2 separate regions of the Mus musculus genome follow, and region 2 is linked to region 1. The links are chromatin contacts, called in public HiChIP or PLAC-seq maps. All regions are on one chromosome and are shown on one strand. Each heading gives the region's core, a stretch centred on a gene start, on an enhancer-like site or on the middle of the called end of the contact. The rest is flanking DNA. Distances are from core to core; before and after follow the strand shown.

Region 1 (3,079 bases), core at 18-2,517:
ATTAATCTCTCGTGTACAGGCGGGGAATAATACAGTCAGTGCCTACGTCTTAAAAGTTTCTGTGAGGGTATTACTAAGATAAAACTCATTATTTAATGTATTTAACAAGGTACCTGGAATACCACACTTACTGGCTAGGATGCAAAACCCACACACACATACACACTAAAAGCCTGCCTTCTTAACTGAAAAGGATTTCCTGGGCCACTGCAGTTATAAACCCATGTTTAATTCTGAAAGTCCAAGAAGACCTTAAATTCAAGGGTAAGATTTAAATTCATAATATCTACTATCTTCCTTTGCCAGCCACCACCTACGTCTGCAAAAAGTCCAGAGAATAATCACTCTGCGGTGACCTAACTTCATAAACCAGCCCGATAGTTGCATTGCTCTAGAGACTCATGACAGCGATAATCTATTCTGACAAAACGCCCCTTGCCCCTCAACTGGTGTTTCTCGGGCGCCCTACGGATGGATAACCACTAGTATACAGAACCCTTGGCTGTAGCAAATGGCCTCTCAAAGCTTCCCGCTATCAGTGAGTCAAGGAGCAGCGTCATCAGGCCCAGAGGCAAACAACAGCTGCGCACAGCTGTGCTGGGTGACCGCTTTGGTTACCCGCCCGACCCCATTCACCTCCTAAGAAACAGAAAAATAGACAAGCGCCATCCACAGATCTCCACGGCGCACACAGTGTGGCCTACGAGCAGCTAAGGTTGACCCCGAAACCTCATTCCTAGGGAGCAAGGGTCAAAGGTGACCCCGAGTGACCCAGCAGGCCCTAGCGGCACAAGAAGGTTAACGACCCTCTTGTGCCGTTTTTTTCCCAGCGGCGAGAAGCCTCCACCAGCTGCCGGAAGTATGTCACCCCGACTGCGGGGATGGCGGGAGTTGTAGTTAACTGGCTATATCTCTTGCAATAATAGTTCAGTTTTATCAAACAAGTAAACACCCTGAGGCTCTGCAAAACGAACGCGCTGCTCGCTTTCTGCCAAGTTCTTAAAAAAATCCTGGTTTCCCCTGCTCCGCAGGACGCGTTCGTGCCCCGCGCAAGCGCAGGCTCGGACTACACATCCCAGCGTGCCTTGCGGCGCTCCCGCCGCGCCCGGCTGTAGTCGTTGGTGTGGGCCGCGTGAATGGAGCTCCGCGCGTGAGGCAGCGCCTGGCACGGCCCGCGCCAGCGCCTGTCTGGGCCCCGGAGCGTGAGTGCGGGTAGCGGCCGTGCGCGTGCGCACTCGCCTTCGCGCGCGGGCAAGCGCCCGACCATTGGCGCGCTAAGCGGGCGACCGTGCAAGGCGGCCCCGCGCGCCCCGCTGGCCGGTTGTTGCGGGGAGGTCTCCCGCCTGGCGCGGGGGTCCGCGCGGGTAGCCGTGGCGGCCGCCGGAGACCGCAAGGGGCGGCGCAGAGGCGGAACGGGCCGGCCGCGAGCCGCGCAGGAAGCGCCAAGCATGCCCCGCGACAACATGGCCTCCCTGATCCAGCGCATCGCTCGCCAGGCGTGTCTCACCTTCCGCGGCAGCTCGACGGGCTCCGAAGGGCCGGCGCCGGGCTTCCCGGAGAACCTGAGCCTGCTCAAGAGCCTGCTGACCCAGGTGCGCGCCGAGGACCTCAACATCGCGCCGCGCAAGGCGCTGCCGCAGCCGCTGCCCCGCAACCTCCCGCCGGTCACCTACATGCACATCTACGAGACGGAGGGCTTCAGCCTGGGCGTGTTCCTGCTCAAGAGCGGCACGTGCATCCCGCTGCACGACCACCCGGGCATGCACGGTATGCTCAAGGTGCTGTACGGCACGGTCCGCATCAGCTGCATGGACAAGCTGGACACGGGGGCCGGGCATCGGCGGCCGCCGCCAGAGCAGCAGTTCGAGCCCCCGCTGCAGCCCTTGGAGCGGGAGGCCGTGCGACCGGGCGTGCTGCGTTCCCGGGCCGAGTACACCGAGGCCAGTGGGCCCTGCGTGCTCACTCCACACCGGGACAACCTGCACCAGATTGATGCCGTGGACGGGCCAGCTGCCTTCCTGGACATCCTGGCCCCACCCTACGACCCGGAGGACGGCCGGGACTGCCACTATTACCGTGTAGTGGAGCCCATCAGACCCAAGGAGGCTTCCGGCTCTGCCTGCGACCTTCCCCGAGAAGTGTGGCTCCTGGAGACACCACAGGCCGACGACTTCTGGTGCGAGGGAGAGCCCTATCCAGGCCCCAAGGTCCTACCTTGAAGCTCCTGCCGCCCGGGGAACTGTGGGCCAAAGATGTACCCTGCCCTGCTCAAGAAAGGCCTGGCTGCCCTCTATCTTCCATAAGGGCTCTTCTCTCCGCCCCCTCGCCTGGACGATGGATTTACTGGAGTGACCAGCGCCACATCTTGAGGAACCTTGGGGAACACGGCCCACTGGAGTACAGCCACCACCGGGCACGGTTATGGGGGCGGGTGGGCGGAAGGCTAGGTTGATTCCTGGTATCCTCAGTGCCACCAAGGCTTTGATTTAAGGGAACCGGGCAGGGACCCTAAAGCGCTTCCATCCTAAAGCCATAATGAAACCATTTTTGTTTCTCATTCTCTACAAAATACACTAAGTAGTTTTGAATCCCTCTTCCCTTCGGTGACTCAGATTTGTTTTCTCTCCTGCCCACGATTGCTCCTTAATAGTTTAATTTATTACTGATTGTGCATGACCTTGAATTGTTCTTGTTTTCTTTTTTTTTTTTTTTTTTTTTTTTTTAGTTATTCGTTTGGTTAAAACACACACACAAACTACTCAGCATCTAAAGTGAGGAGTTCTGAAAAGACATCTTTCTAGCACTGGGGTTCACCCTCATAACTGTGCGTGTTGAGGACGATGTCTTTCCTCCCCTGGCTTGGTAGCCACTTCTGGTGTACTCAGGTAACCTTTAGTAAGAAGGTCACATACGCGAATTCTCTTGTCAGGCCCTTAAAGCTCGTCTTTCCCTTGGGTCTCAAGATCTGTCGTTTAAACAAATTTTTTTGTTGCTATTGGGGATTTGCCTTTAAAGCAAAGACGATTATTATCCTCAGCTGACTTTTTCCTTGACGTGCTTCAAAGATGATACAATAATT
Region 2 (2,961 bases), core at 147-2,646, 59 kb before region 1:
GACAGAAGTCTATGAAAACCCGACATAGTTGGACCGACAGGAGAGGGCAATGTGAGCGGGGATCCTGTTCAGAGCATGTTGTTCTGGGAACTACTGCTAAATTATATAAGTATGTGATGGAAAATGGCAGATCAAGGGCAATCGACTGCTCAGGCATTTTCAGAGAAGATGGGAGTGGGCAAGCCACCGTCTGAAGACATGTTCTACAGAGAACAAGCCTCTGGTCCCATCAGTACTCAGTGGGGTTCCAGAGAATGTCAGCTGGCACCACACCCAAGTTAGAGACATGAACATAGGAAGGGATACAGGCCCGTGCGGTCACTCCTTGTAAACTGACCCACAACAGTAAACTTAAAGGACAGCATGTGCCAGACCCCCTGGATACCCATTACGTTTAATAATGGATTGAAATCAGAATGGGCTCTTTGGAAGACCTGGCAGAAATTGTCCATGTACATTCCTCTCCTCTCCTCCCAAATCCAAGTCACAGGCTCACTGATGATCACCAGTGTCATTAAAACGATCAGTCATCCTCAGAGGTGCTTGGCATTCTAGCTTCTGATGTATTTTAAAAGTGTCCTTCTTCTACATCAAGTGAAACCTTCAGGCATCCTTTGTCAGTCTCTTGTGGTAGATGTCTTCCATGTTTCTTATGATCCAAGAAAGGAGATATAGCTATACTATTAAATATTGATATCGACATTTTTTTTTTTACAAAATCTGAGGGACTACATTTTAGTGAAGTTTTGTTTGACTACAGTGTTATGTACACAGGAGAGGACCCAGAGTCTTCTGTGGACACCTGTCCACTCCCCAGTGCTCTAACAGGTATGCCATTCATGAATGATTCATGATCTGGTGTGTCTTGAGTGTTCACTTGCAACCTTCCCAATCAGGACTCCAACTTCCCCATCCTGTAAGGACTGCTGAGAGAAAACAGCTCCAGCCATTAACATCTAATCATGCCCAAGACTTCTGTGACACTGAGAAGGTCCCATGCTGGGTGTGGGACTTTCAGGAATTGTGACAGAGACTCTGAAAAGAAGGGAATTTCACAGACTGAGGAGGAGGGGCTTTTAGCGCTTGTGCAAGCATTCCGCCACCCAGGATGGCTGCCATCTGTCCCTGGTCATCTATCATCTCATGCCATAGAAAGGCCTCGTCGTGTTTGTTTACCCAAATAAAGGAAGTGAGTCCCACCAAGAGCCATTTTTAACCGTTTTTGAGGTAGAAGGAAATTGCTGTGTTAGCTTGGCTCTTCCAAAATCTTTTGACTATTTCTATGTGTACAGCATCTCAGCTTTAAGAGTCATTTGGAATAGATTTTTATCCACACCAAACTGCAGGATGAAGATGCTCAGAAGGGAAATTTCTTAACCGCGTATATAGCACTTTGACCACATCCTGCCCAGTAAAGGACGGGCTGAGCCATGGGTCACTGCCAAAGGCTTCCAAATGCATAGAACTATTTTTTTTCTTACTCGGTTTATTTTATTTGGGGCTATGCAGTTGGAATTTTGAGAAAATTCTCTGTCACCACTATCAAGACAATCTTTCTTACACTTCAGGGAGTTTACTAACCCCACCCACACAAATAGAATGACTCACCCTGTAGGGGTCTGAGCTGGTGTCTGGTAAGGCAGTTAGATTAAACAACTGTCTTAAAATGCCCCGTTCTAAATTATCTCTGTAACAACTGTCTCAAGGAAGAAAAGGCTTGGTGGAAAAGCGTCCAGATACTATTTCAAAGATATAGCAGAGAGAGTCCCAGCGGGAGCCAATGGCCAACTCAAATTGTGAAATTCGAGGGGAGTTTATAATAAAGGACTCTTTTCAGAGAAGTGGTCAGGGTGGAGAGAAACCACAAGAAAACCATTCAGCATTTGGAGCAGGCAACAGCCACACTTCTCTCACCATTTGTAGGATGCTGAGAGGAGGGAACAGCATCTAAGATGAGAGAGAGAGAGAGAGAGAGAGAGAGAGAGAGAGAGAGAGAGAGAGAGAGAGAGAACGAGAGAGATTAAATAGGGTAGGAGCTGGCTCAACAGTGAGACCTGAACAGTCCACTTGCCCCCACAAGAAGATAGGTAGGGAGATAAAAGTAGGAAGTCAAGAGCCAGGAAAACCCAGTGATGCTTCCCAGTTTGGAGATACTGGAGGGGTACTCTGCAACAGCACAGCAGAACACTTGTGAACATTTTAATGTTCACTCTCAAGATAACTATGATCTCTCTCTAAACCTTCTCTTCCTAGAAAACCCCCTCTAAATATATGTTCCAATTTATGATACATACTGGCTCCCCCCCCCCACCCCGAGAGAGCACTCAAGTGTTCTCTTAAAAGACCAGGTCTAAACTGAGCATGATGACTGCATTTATCTCCCATGAGCATTCTAATTCTCAGTCATAACCTGAGGGCACTGTGGTCCTTGGGGGGGGAGGGGGAGAAGTGCAGGAATAAGTGTTGCTTTGAAAAACTGTCCATCAGGGACTCCAGACAGGAGCATCAGAGTCCCCAATTAACATGTGAGTTTACAAGAGGATGCAAGGTGACCTCTATAGCATTGAACTAAAAATAGTTTTTCCTAGATCTTTAGATCTGAGTGTGTGTGTGTGTGTGTGTGTGTGTGTGTGTATCCATTGATATAAACCTTTTTCTAATTTCTCAGGTACAAAACCGATAGTTTCAATGAGTATTACACACTATGGTATCTTGCCAGTGTCTGACTAGTCGACAGATCTTTATGATTTTTATCCCACTGATGTCTTTCCCATTCCTAAGCCCAAACCATCCTGGTGATCTGGAAAAATGTCTTTTTTTTTTTATGGTTACTCTTGAAATCTGCCCTGGTAGATATGGCAGCCATATGGCAGTGTGTGGCTATTTAAAGTTACTCAGAATTCCATAAAGTGGGATGGGAGATGGTTTAGTGGATAAAGCACTTGCTGTACAGTGGAAGGG

The links. HiChIP or PLAC-seq counts read pairs in DNA pulled down with a chosen protein or histone mark.
Region 2: a contact with region 1 is called in an H3K4me3 HiChIP or PLAC-seq map of bone marrow-derived macrophages, with 3 times the contacts expected there. The contact joins the enhancer-like site here to the promoter of Ado in region 1. A contact is called at or near these places in 3 of 39 promoter capture datasets (the 3T3-L1 cell line, the C10 cell line and macrophages), 1 of 15 datasets of contacts at CTCF or cohesin (CD8 T cells), 29 of 484 Hi-C or Micro-C datasets (the C2C12 cell line, CD4 T cells, CD8 T cells and 17 more), 9 of 115 datasets of contacts at active chromatin or transcription factors (CD8 T cells, DN3 thymocytes, the SCID.adh cell line and 4 more) and 4 of 9 other capture datasets (adipose tissue, bone marrow-derived macrophages, liver and 1 more).

The regions. Positions count from the first base shown.
Region 1 is chr10:67,547,143-67,550,221 of GRCm38.p6, reverse strand. Ado (2-aminoethanethiol (cysteamine) dioxygenase) reads left to right here and starts at 1,267. Exons shown (of 1, transcript NM_001005419.2): 1 at 1,267-3,079. The coding sequence starts at 1,449. The coding sequence ends at 2,219.
Region 2 is chr10:67,606,381-67,609,341 of GRCm38.p6, reverse strand. No RefSeq gene overlaps it. Among named protein-coding and RNA genes, the nearest start is that of 4930563J15Rik, 36 kb to the right of the region's middle. Within about 2 kb of position 1,396, at least 67 of the 459 cell types and tissues checked have an H3K27ac peak or open chromatin away from gene starts, as enhancers often do. A contact at or near this core is called in the C2C12 cell line, CD8 T cells, the MNK3 cell line and 7 more, where this site is marked.